2 separate regions of the Oryctolagus cuniculus genome follow, and region 2 is linked to region 1. Evidence: chromatin contacts called from public Hi-C data. All regions are on one chromosome and are shown on one strand. Each heading gives the region's core, a stretch centred on a gene start, on an enhancer-like site or on the middle of the called end of the contact. The rest is flanking DNA. Distances are from core to core; before and after follow the strand shown.

What was found. Hi-C and Micro-C count contacts between places; a contact is called where the count stands out from the background.
Region 2: a contact with region 1 is called in a Hi-C map of psoas muscle, with 6 times the contacts expected there. The contact joins the enhancer-like site here to the promoter of COL3A1 in region 1. A contact is called at or near these places in 2 of 6 Hi-C or Micro-C datasets (psoas muscle and skin fibroblasts).

What each region holds. Positions count from the first base shown.
Region 1 is chr3:51,420,608-51,426,418 of mOryCun1.1, forward strand. It overlaps COL3A1 (collagen type III alpha 1 chain), which reads right to left and starts at 3,197. Exons shown (of 51, transcript XM_002712333.5): 1 at 2,807-3,197. The coding sequence starts at 2,882. LOC138848960 (a long non-coding RNA gene) reads left to right here. Exons shown (of 2, transcript XR_011387204.1): 2 at 1-2,998.
Region 2 is chr3:51,540,148-51,545,958 of mOryCun1.1, forward strand. It overlaps the pseudogene LOC100354939. Among named protein-coding and RNA genes, the nearest start is that of COL3A1, 120 kb to the left of the region's middle. Within about 2 kb of position 3,719, at least 2 of the 8 cell types and tissues checked have an H3K27ac peak or open chromatin away from gene starts, as enhancers often do.

The DNA of each region.
Region 1 (5,811 bases), core at 1,947-4,446:
ACAAGGCTCATAGTTTATTTCAGTGGAATTGTCAGTGTAGCAAAATATGGAAGCTCAAATCTTAAAACACATTTACTTAAAGTTACCCTCCCTTTCCCAGTGAAGCAATGTTAGTTAGGAATATTGTCTGTACAACTGTATAACTAATAAACAGTGAGGAAAAAAATACTTATTTCAAGTAATGACAACATCAGTTTTTAAATGTTAAAACTATTTTTGAAAAGTTGCATGAAAAATATTGAAAATGACCAAAACAATGAAATTCATTTCTAAAATGACTTTCAATATTGTATGAATTATGTGTTTGACAACATCTTAACAATTAATTACTTAGGAAAGTAGTCTTTAATGTTTAAATTTCAAAATATAATATTTTAAAATCACGTTATTAAATACTGAATTCTGCTATGTAAGGTTAATGCTGGCATGGTTTTGCAAATAACTCTGTCATCCACTAGGTGGTGCATTTTTTAGCCTGAAATCTGGCGTGTTTCTACACTACAGGAAATATAAAACAGACCAGGTTTCTCCTTTGCTGGAATCAAACACAAGGATTAAGTACAACTTTCATGAATTTGTAAAAAGGCCAACATGCTTCGTGAATACATGTTTTATGCTCCAGAAAACTCCTGTTAGTAGACCACAAGCTAGTGTTCCTTAGTACTGTGCTGTTTCTGAGTTTATCTGGACATATAGGGGTACAAGAAACCCCTACCCGGGACAAGATTGTTTTTGTGGTGCTACATAACAGCCACCTCCTGTAATCTCCCCAGAGCTAATCCACCAGCAGAATTTTCTTCTAAAACGTATAGAGAACATAATATACATGTAAAACACCAAAGCTATTTTTAAAATCACAAACAAAATAATAAGCCAAACAAAATTCCTTTCATCTTCTTGAAAGTTTAAAATGTATTAGCAAAGTTTTGTAGCTCTTTATTATTTTTTTGTAGTTAAAGAGAAAAGGAAGAAGAAAAAGAATTTATGTGATGGCAAGATAATACAGTTATCAGACTTTTTTTTTTTCTCATAAGTTGAAATGAGAAGAAAAATAGCCATAGTGCTTATCTCTCATTGTGCTTGTCACCATTAGGAAACCACAAATGTTTTGTCAATCTTTGGAACAAAAACCAATGGTTTTTAACCTATTCAGTAAATAAGAACTCTGTGATTCCTCCCCAGCCTTGTTTCCCCCTTCCCCACCCAATCACCATCAACCCCTCCCCAGAAGTGAGAAGAATTTAAGAACTCAAAGAAGACTTTATTGGGGGTGTTGGGAGGTGCTTATCACTAAGCTTACCAAGGAAGGACCCAGAATTGCAATGGACATTAAAAGAAAGGAAAGGGGAGAGGGAAAGGAAGGGAAACAGGATTGCAAATTCAAGGAGAGGAAAGGCGAGGACTCAGGGGTGAGAGAAGGAAAATGGAGACATAAGAAGGACACGTGAGAGGGAGGGGGTGGTGGAGGAGGAGCCATGAGTAAGTAGAGATGGACTTGCTTAGGGATAGGAGAGGGTAAAGAGAGGAAATGGGGGGGGGGGGGTTGAAAGGAGCCAGAAGGGGTGGAGAGAAAAGGAGGGGCTGGGAAGAGAGGCGAGGGATAAGGGGGAGAGGAAACCAAGCAGACAAGGAATATGGGTGTTTCTCTTTTGTGATCATGGGCTGATTATAAGTAAAGAAACATCACTGGGCATTGCCCCTCACCAACTGACATAGATTACCTTTTTGGCACCACTGATATTTGAAATTATAAACAACAATAGCAAAAATCTCATTATCATAATACAACATGTTTGCAAAAATTACAGAAATGCAGTAGGTAAAAATACAAATTCTTGTCTAATAACTTCTGGCTAGCTTTAAATTTACCTCTTAAATATTTATACTGTGAAGGTGTGTATTTCAGTTTACCTGGTTTCCCTAACTGTGAAGAACATAGGAATTAAGAAACATTTTCACATAAAGAGACAAATGGTTTTGGGGCAATTAAACTATGAAATCCATTCTATGAACTCATCAGAACATAAATGAAATCAGTTTTTTGAAGTCAAACACTACTGATATGTTTTCCCTGCTTGTAGAAAAGCCAAAACATGCCTGTTGAAAAAAGTAATCTCTTCAGTAATGCAGACACAGTTGAAACGTGGAACATGCAGAACACAGTAAACCCTTAACAGTAAACTACTAGAAAAAGCTGGATTAATCATTGTAAGTGCTTGAAACAGAACAAGAAAAAGCAAGGGTGTTGGAACAGTTTTAGCAGTTTGAACTCATTAAAAGAAAGTTGGTAGACTTTACCTTGCTGCTGTTTCGCAGAAAAAGGTGAAATGATTCTACTAATGCATAGCGCCTAATATTAGAATGCTCTGAATGCATGCTATTTCTAACTATTATCTTCTTGGGAAAACAATGCCCAATATTCCAGCCTTACAAAGAATGCAGCATGCAGAGGAGGACATAAAATTATTACAAAAGACCAGTAACTTCCAGACAGCCTAGGAAAACATTCCAAGATGTTAACGGTCCAGGAGGGGAGACTTACAAAGCCTTTTAAAGAGTTTCCAATGCCTTTAATGTGAAAATAGTTAGTACAAGAAAAGCTTTATCTGAAACAACCCAAAACTTTCAAAAACACACAAGACATTATTCTTTTTAAACAAAGGTAAAACACACAATCACGGTGAACGTTTCGCAGTTGGAAATGTTAGAAGAAATTATTTTAGGAGGCTGCTTTCCCTCTTTGTATCTCTTTGTATGAAGTAAAAACAAAACCCCATAACATTTTCTGAAATCAGTAGCTACTTACCTTGTTGCGCCAAAATAACAGTGGGATGAAGCAGAGCAAGAAGTAACCAGGTTACCTTTTGCACAAAGCTCATCATGTCTAAATATCAGACATGAGACTCTTTGTGCAAAAAGGAGAAAAGAAAAGCAGTTCAAAGTAGCACCATCAGTTGTTCCCTGCCCTTCAGCACCGGGCCTGTCATAAAACTCAGCCACTGGGATTCCTTTGCTTTGGCCTTAAATAGGAAAAAGTTTGGCTTCCCTCACTTTCCAGCCCCTTTCTGAAATATGAGAGCGGCACCCATCCCCTTAGCAGTAAAAGAAATGATTAATATTTCTTTGCCCTTATAGAAGACACAAACCACAGAGTAAGAAAAATAGTACATCTGGAGTTTGTGTGCATGTACTGTGTGAGAGTTTTTTATTTATTTTAGTCTAATGCATGTTTGCATAACTTCAGAACACATACAGAATATTCTGTTTGTGTTTCACTACATGAGAATTAAATGTATGCATTTTTTATCTCCCTGTATCATATTAACAGCTTCACACTTTTGAGAAATTGTTTGATGCATATTTCTTGAATATGGCTAATTTTGCAAACCTTACTTTCCTGGATTTGTATACTGGGATTTTGCAGAACGCACCCTAACTCAATTTAAATAAGGAACAGTGAGAGATTAACCGAAAGAAAACCCCCTTACTCTCATCCATGAACCCCGAGGTCTGGAAGTTAAATTTTATGCTAAAGTCAAAACACTAAGTGTCTGATCTCTGTTCGAATGGCATCCTAAAAGTTAGATACTTATCTATAGCTGTTTCCATTCCTCAAAAATTTCTTTAGCAAGCCAAAGTGCTTTCTTGTGAAACTTCTAACTTTTATGCTGCTTGGTAAAACCAGAAAACATTTTCTAGAGGAAAAATTCAGTCTTTTGTGTCTCGACTTTGTAAGAAACTGGAAGAAAGAGTTTATCACATGGAACAGAAAAAGAATACCAGAAGAAATTCTCATTTATATGCATGGTTATAAAGATTAGTATAAATATTTCTAAATTTAGATTTTCATATGTATGCTTTCCAAACCCTCACCAGCATAGCTTTCCAATGTATTTCTGGACCTAAGAAGTAATTTCTGGATGACATTTGAAAAGGGAGCAAAACCATTGCTAAGTCTTTGATAAATCTTTTTCAGAGACTACACTTGGTCATGGCATCAAGGCATTTCTAGTAATCAAGATATTTCCTTGCACCACAATAATAAATACATGGGGCATTTAAGCTCTAGTCAAGGTCACATGCATTTAACTTTTCCATATTAACTTGATCATTTCTTTCTCCATGCATGTGCACATAAAATCTCACCACTTCACACCAATTCATGGAAGTCATTTCTCAATGACCCAGTTGAAACCTTTCCTTCGCAGCAAAATCATATCCTTTAAGTTTGTTTTCATCTTTCTATTTCTCCTAATTCATTTTACTCAATTTGAGGTATACATAAATTTTGTAAGCGTGGAGATCGGAACACTTGCCTCCTTGTATCTCTACTCGAAGGGATCATAAACCAAGACGTTCCAATATAGATGGCATCATCTGATAGTGGCCGAGAGGACTAGAACAAGATCAATCTCCTGTGCATATTCTGATTTTAGATTGGAGAGTCACTGCTTGAGGGGGGAAAAGGAACTGTTGAGAATGGTCACGACTAAAAGCTTTCCTACTGGATCATCACAGTAATGTTGGGAGGGCAGAAGACTGTTATACGTAATTCTCTGACTTCCAATCATCTTCATCCTCTACTTAAAAAAAAACTATTGCGTGTTCAGATAAATTCAGAATCATGATGAATTTTTCTCATAGTATCTTTGGTACTTACATAAAAATCCATCTTTCTATATTAAAAGGATTGATCCTATTTTAGATAGTCAATAAAATTGAAGTTTATTGAATTTCTTTGTTATTTTCTAAACAAAAATAAAATAAAATTAGAAAATTGCCATTTAAAAAGATTTTAATGCTTTATTTCAGACTTTACATGCAAAACTTCCATTGCAATTTGTCCTAAAAACCTTGATTTGTCTAGTCATTCAAATAAAAGTCTTACACACATGAGAAACAATCATGATTGATTCTCTCATTTAAGAAAACTTAGCTAAATTGTGCATATGGAAACATTCTTGTATTATAAAGTCTTCAGGAGGCACCTGGAGATCTCCTTTTCCAGGTTTTCTGATTTGTCATTCTTCATTGCCTTAAACATGTTGGGGTTCTGCAGCAGGATCCTTAGGGTTTAGTGTTCCAGATCCTACTCCCCCTCCTTGTGTCAAACTGTTTCTTACTACAGTGACTAGCTGGGTGTGGATCTGAGCTGTTGTCTCAAATGGAAGAAATACATATGCTAGTGAATCCTATTTATGCACTCCAGGAGCTGAGATCCTCATGGGAATCAAGACAAACATTTGTTTCTTTACCTCCCTGATTTCACTGATATGAACCAGTATGTATAAACATGTCATTTTGCTTTCTGGATGGCATTTGTGGTTTAAAAAAAAACATCTAAGTACCCGCACCAACTGAAACACTGACTAATCTGGCTCTTCCTTGACAAGTGAGTGGCTGGAAAGATGAGGCAAAGCAGGGTGTGGTAGATTATCAACCCAAGGTTTCAGATCTTCTCCAGTGCACTCGTTCGACAGTGGGAGCTTGGGAAGAGCTGCATGAGCACAGCTGTGATGAATTCGAGAGGCCAGGGGCTGTTAGCTGTGCTCTCTGTACTAGCAATAAGAAAGTCAATTATCTCCATCATGAAAAACACATGGGACAGAATCCCTTCTCACTTAGTTTTAAAGGTCTGTTTCTATCTGTGTATATATGTGGAGCTATATATATATCCACATATAAGTTACTAAATATACACATGTATATTTTTAAAAATTGATGGAAATTTGAGCAACGAAAATTCCTGGAACTGCCTTAATGCACTTGTGAGGTAATTTGCATTTGTTGTATCAATTTTTCTTCACATAA
Region 2 (5,811 bases), core at 2,469-4,968, 120 kb after region 1:
TCAGTGCAGTTTGCCCGTTGCGGCAGCCATTGGAGGGTGAACCAATGGAAAAGGAAGACCTTTCTCTCTCTCTCTCTCTCTCTCTCACTGTCCACTCTGCCTGTCAAAAATAAAAAAAATAAATAGAAATAAAATGCATGTGTTTTTTAAAAATTTACAGCAAAATTAACTTTTTTAAAAATTTCATAAAATATTTTATTTTAAAGGTCTTTTTAACTTTTAACTCCATTTTCCATGAGTTTTTGAAGTAACCCCATATGGATAGTTATTTTAGAAATTTAGAGATTTAGTCTAATAGATTAAAAATACAAATTTCAGTTTCAGAGTTGAATTAACAATAAAATATTAGAAATTTATAGTTATAATTTTGACAAAAGTGAAACTTGCACTATTGCCTAGGCTAATTCCTTGTGTTTAGTTACATAGTGGTTAATAGTGTCTTATCATTATGAGAATACGTTGCAAATAATTTTCATGAAGAGACAATTTATGGCCACTTGGAAAGAAAGATGTTTTGCTTTTGTTGTAATTGGTGTTTATGTGTTTTATAAAATTGTTTATTATGGCTTATGTATTTAACCCAGTGTTTGCCTTAGAATAAATTGATTTTTCAGTATGAAACCAGGTTTATTATCCATAAAGGCCTATTGTTATTAAAATAATTGGAAAATATTATGAAAAAATATATATGCACATAATCATGGCTTTTTTTAACCTGCATTTCATCTTGTTTTGCCTTATATCATTTCTTTTATTTAAAAATATTTCATATAAAATATAAATCAGTTTGTTCTTTTAGAATATTCATGCAAATTTGTGTCTCAAAGCTTTTCCCTCCAAAGTTTTTTATCTTAGCATTACTTTCACCACACCCATGTTTGGTCTCAACCAAAAGGAATTTGGATTTTTCAACAAAAGAATTGCGAGGCAGGAATTTTATGACATTCAAATATATTTTTGAGATAAGTCGTGTTTTAGGAGTTAACACTGATAAGCATTGTACAAATTCACACAATATTATTTATTACTGAGCTCTCAACACAGACTCTATGGGTATAACACATTGTTGGAAAAATTTTGCTTTGTTTATAGCATTGTTCTTTTGTTGTTTGAAAGCTACAATTATAAAATGACAAAAGCAGTATTATGTGATCCAAGTGTATTATCTCTTCAAAGAGTGAGAATGATAAACTTAAAAGACTTTCAAAATTTGGCTTCTTAAAAATGTTACTTTGGTTGTCTGAGCAGTATCTTTCCTTCTAGTTAAGGAGTAGGGAAATTTGATATTGAGAGTGAACACAGAAAGAATGAAGGTTTCCTAATACTAAAGACTTCAAAAATTTTGTGAACAGATAGATGATTGGCCTAGTGATTAAGGTCCCCCAACCCCACATGGAGTTTTTGGGTTTAGGGAGCTACCTCTGGTTCCTGACTCCAGCTTCCTGCTAATGCACACACTGGGAGGCAGCAGCTGATGATTCAAGTAGTTGAATCCCTGCCTCCCATGAGAGAGACCTGGATCGAGATTTCAACCCCCAGTTTCAGCATAATCTCAGTCCTTATTGTAGACATTAACAGAATGAACAAGCCAATGGGTACTCTTTCTCTCTGTGTGTGTCTGTCTGTCTTTCTCTCTTTCTGCCAGTCTCTGCCTCCCAAATAAATAAAATACATTTTAAAATAAAATAAATTAAAATCATGGGAATTGGAGAAACTGCATGGATTTAAGCATTTTTATACCAAAGAAGATTATCTTTTAATTCCATTTTCCACAAACTTTTTGAAGAACGTTTATATAAATAGTCAATTTAAAAAACGAACGTATTCAGTAAATAGGCCTGCCTGGTCTTCATTTGCATTATGTCAGTAAACAGCTTCAAATATGGATAGCAATAATTAGAACAATTTATTGAGTTAAAATTGCAGCTGGATAGTAACAAAATTCATTTTTTTAAATCTATGAGCAAGGGATACAACTCTACCATTATCTGGGGCATGAGCAAATGTTGGCCATTTCTGGACTCAATTTGCTAATCTGTCAAATTGAGGTAACAATTGTACATAGATCATAAGGTTCTCTTTTCTTGGTCAAGACTTACATGTAAATAACTAAATTGGTAGCTGGAATATACTAAGTATTACATAAGTGTTATTATTATTAGGGAATGATTTATTATAAGCAGTGACTCCATGGTCACTGTTAATAATTCTTTTCATTTATTAAAGGCCCAAGAAGTAAGCTGAGAAATCTATACTTGGAAAATATAACATATCAAGAACTCAGTTGGATGCATTAGTTCCTTGTTTTATCCTTTTATTGGTTTCAGAAGAATACTTGACATTTATCAGTCAATTTTAGAGGTGAGATATGAGGAATTTTCCACATGAGACAATTACAGTCCATAGGTTTGTGCATTTTATATCAGCGATGAAAAAAGAGCCATATGGTGCCTTATTCTTATGGCATTAGGCAACTCCTTGGGGCATATAAAGGTATTTCTCAATCTTTTGTCCTTGGGGCATATATGGAATATCTCTCAACCCTTTGTTTTTGGGACCTATGAGGAATTTATTGCTCAACAAAAGTTGCACACTTCTGTGATCCATCTAGTGTATCATTGGGTCTGACCATTTTTACCACAGTAACCAAGAGAAATGACTCAGTTCCTAACTTACTGAACCCTTCCCAGCAGAAGTAACTCACTTCTGCATGCTCTAAACAGATTCAATAAGACTGCAAACGTCTGGATAAGTTGGCCCATATGATTCTGAAGGCCCCCTTTGAATTTTGTCACATCTCTTTTTATAACATGACTGCCTATTAAGAATTATGCTAGAATTATGAGAATCTCTTGGGAAGACAGGGGTACCTGAGATGAGAAAATCCCATGTGTAGATATTTTGTTGCTTGCTTGGCTTCTTGAACATTTAGGTGTGATTTATAAGAATTAACACTTGGAAAAATGCTCACTCTACACTAAAAAACGTCTCTGTAACCTGTTTTTCTCCCTCCAATTTTTAGTAAGTCGAGACGTTGGAAGTTGCAAGAGACTGTCACTCTCACCCTTTCAACCAAAACATTGGAAAAACTACATAATCAGATTTATAAAAACCCACAGAGAGCAGAGAATGCCAAGAAGCAAACAAATTAAAATCCAGAAAATGACAAGTTCTTTATAAGAAAGAAGGATCAAGAGATCTCTTAAAACTGACAAGGAGGGAGAAAAAGGATTCCTTCATATGGACGGGGTGGAAGAAGACCAGCCTAACTTGGCATTTCTCAAGGCTGCAAGTGGGCTGGCATGACAGGTTAAATTCCAGTGGAGCCTGAGCCATGGAACAAAACTGTACTGCTGCCAATTCTTTCCTTCTGATCTTTACCGAGTGCTGAAACTAGGGGTGGGGAAAGAAAACTGAAAGAAATTCCCAGAGATTACAGTCTTCCAGCAGAGGAACTTTGGAGGAGGGGTAGGGAGAGCTAGGAGAAACATCTCCTCCAGGCACACTATGCTCAGCTCAGATGTCTGGGGATGAGTTGGAAGAACACCATGAACCCCCTCAGAGACTAGCTCACTTTGAGAGAGTCGAGAGATCCTTGGCTGGTTTCCAAAAGACAAGGGCAAGGCAGAGGACTGAAGAGAGGCTTTCTAAGACCAGGGGCAGAAGAGTGAAGAGAATTCCTCAGCAGTCCAAAGTCCACTGCAGGGTGTAAAGCAGCAGAGAGCTCTCACAGCTTAAAGCAAGCTGCTCAGGAATAAAGAACAAGCAGAGGTTAGTAACCTCATCAGTGCTAAAACTGAAGACCTGGGTAAGGCAAACATCCCAACAGTGTACTAAAAGTATTTAAATCTGTTGCCAATATCATGATGCACAGGTTAAGCCATAGTTTGGGATACCCACTGCCATATCAGAGTGCCTGAGATTAAGTCTCATCTCCACTTCCAATCCTACTTCCTGATAATGCATCTGGTAAGTAGCAGAAGATGGCACAGTACTTAGGTTCCTGCCACCCATGTGGACAGCCTGGATGGAGTTCCATGCTCGTGGCTTCATCCTGGCCCAGTCTTCTTGTTGCAGCCATTTCAGGAATAAACTAGTGGGTGGAAGATATCTGGCTGTCTACTATCTATCTATCTATCGATTGATCTAATCACTCTGCTTTTCAAATAAAAATAAAGTGTCAATAGTTGAGCTGGATTTGAGTTAATTGCAGCTTTATTTTGATTTGATTTACTGTGGATTCAAGATTTTTTAAAATATTTATTACTCTAGAGTCTTGACAATAAGGTATTGGCTCTTTGTATGCATAAATATAATTTAGTGCAGTCTTTTTTCAAAATAGTTATTTTCATTAGTCAGTTATTTATTTGAAAGGCAGAGTGAAAGAAAGAATGAAATCTTCCATCCACTGGTTCACTTCCTAAATGCTCACAAAAGCCAGGGATGGGCTAGGTCTAAGCCAGGAGCCCTGAACTCCATCCTGGTCTTCTATTTGGGTGTGATGAACAAGGCTACTTGAGTCATCATCTGCTGCTTCCCAGGCACATTAGCAGGGAACTGGGTACAAAGTGGACGCAAATCAGCGCTCCAAAATGGGATACAGATGTCTGAAGCTACAGCTTAAAGCACTGCACCATATTCCTGCCCTTAATATAGTCTATCATTTTTTTTACATTTTTAGAATTTTACTTAAGGTATACAAGTTCCATACATTTCATATAACAGATTTAGGAACATAGTGATACTTCTCATCCTTTCCCTCCTGACCTTGCTCCAATGCTTCTTGCTCCTTCCTCTACTATTCCCATTCTTAATTTTACAAAGATGTATTTTCAGTTTACTTTATACTCATCAGGTTAACCCTATACTAAGTAAAGAGTTCAATAAATATTTTTAAAAAATGTTCCTCAACAGTAGAGGCAAGAGCTGTAAACAATCATCAAATCTCAAAATGTCCATTTCACTCCAATACATTACATTTTAGGTCCTCTATTTTTTACCCCTGGTCAGGGAAAATCTATGATATCTGTCTTTTGGGGACTGGCTTATTTCACTAAGTATAAGTATAATGGTTTCCAGTTGCAACCATTTTGTTGCAAACAACAAGATTTCATTTTTTTTTATGGCTGACCAGTACTTCATAGTGTATATATACTATATTTTTAACAGTTTTATTTGAGATTTAATCTATGCCCTACAAATCAGCCATTTCAAATGTATAATACAGTAGTTGTCAGTATATTGTCAGAACTGTGCAACCATCTCCATGCCCAATTTTAGAACATTTCCATTACTGTAAAAAGAAATCTAGCACTGTTTAGCTATCAAGTTCTGCCCCCTCAACCAAGACCCCTAGCTACCACTAATTTTCTGACTCTTTAGACTTCCCTGTTTAGATATTTTGTGGGAATGCAATCTCATAATGTCTTTTATGATTGGCTTCTTTCAGTTAGAGTTATATTTTCAAGATTCATCTATGTTTCAGATACATAAGTATGTCATCACTTTTTATGGATGAATGCCATTTCATTGCATGGGTATATCCATTTTGTTTATCAATCAATGGCACTCATTTGTCTTGTTATGCGAACAATGGTGCCTTAAGCATTCAAGTACAAGTTTTTGTTTTGGCATATATTTTCATGTTTCTTAGATATATTCCTAAGTATGGAATTGATATGTCATATAGTAACTTTATGATTGATAATCTGAGGAACTACCAAAATGGCTATACCAGTTTTCAATCTAAAGAGCAATGTGTACATGTAGAAATTCTCAGCAACCTCACTAACACTTGTAATTGTCTTTTTA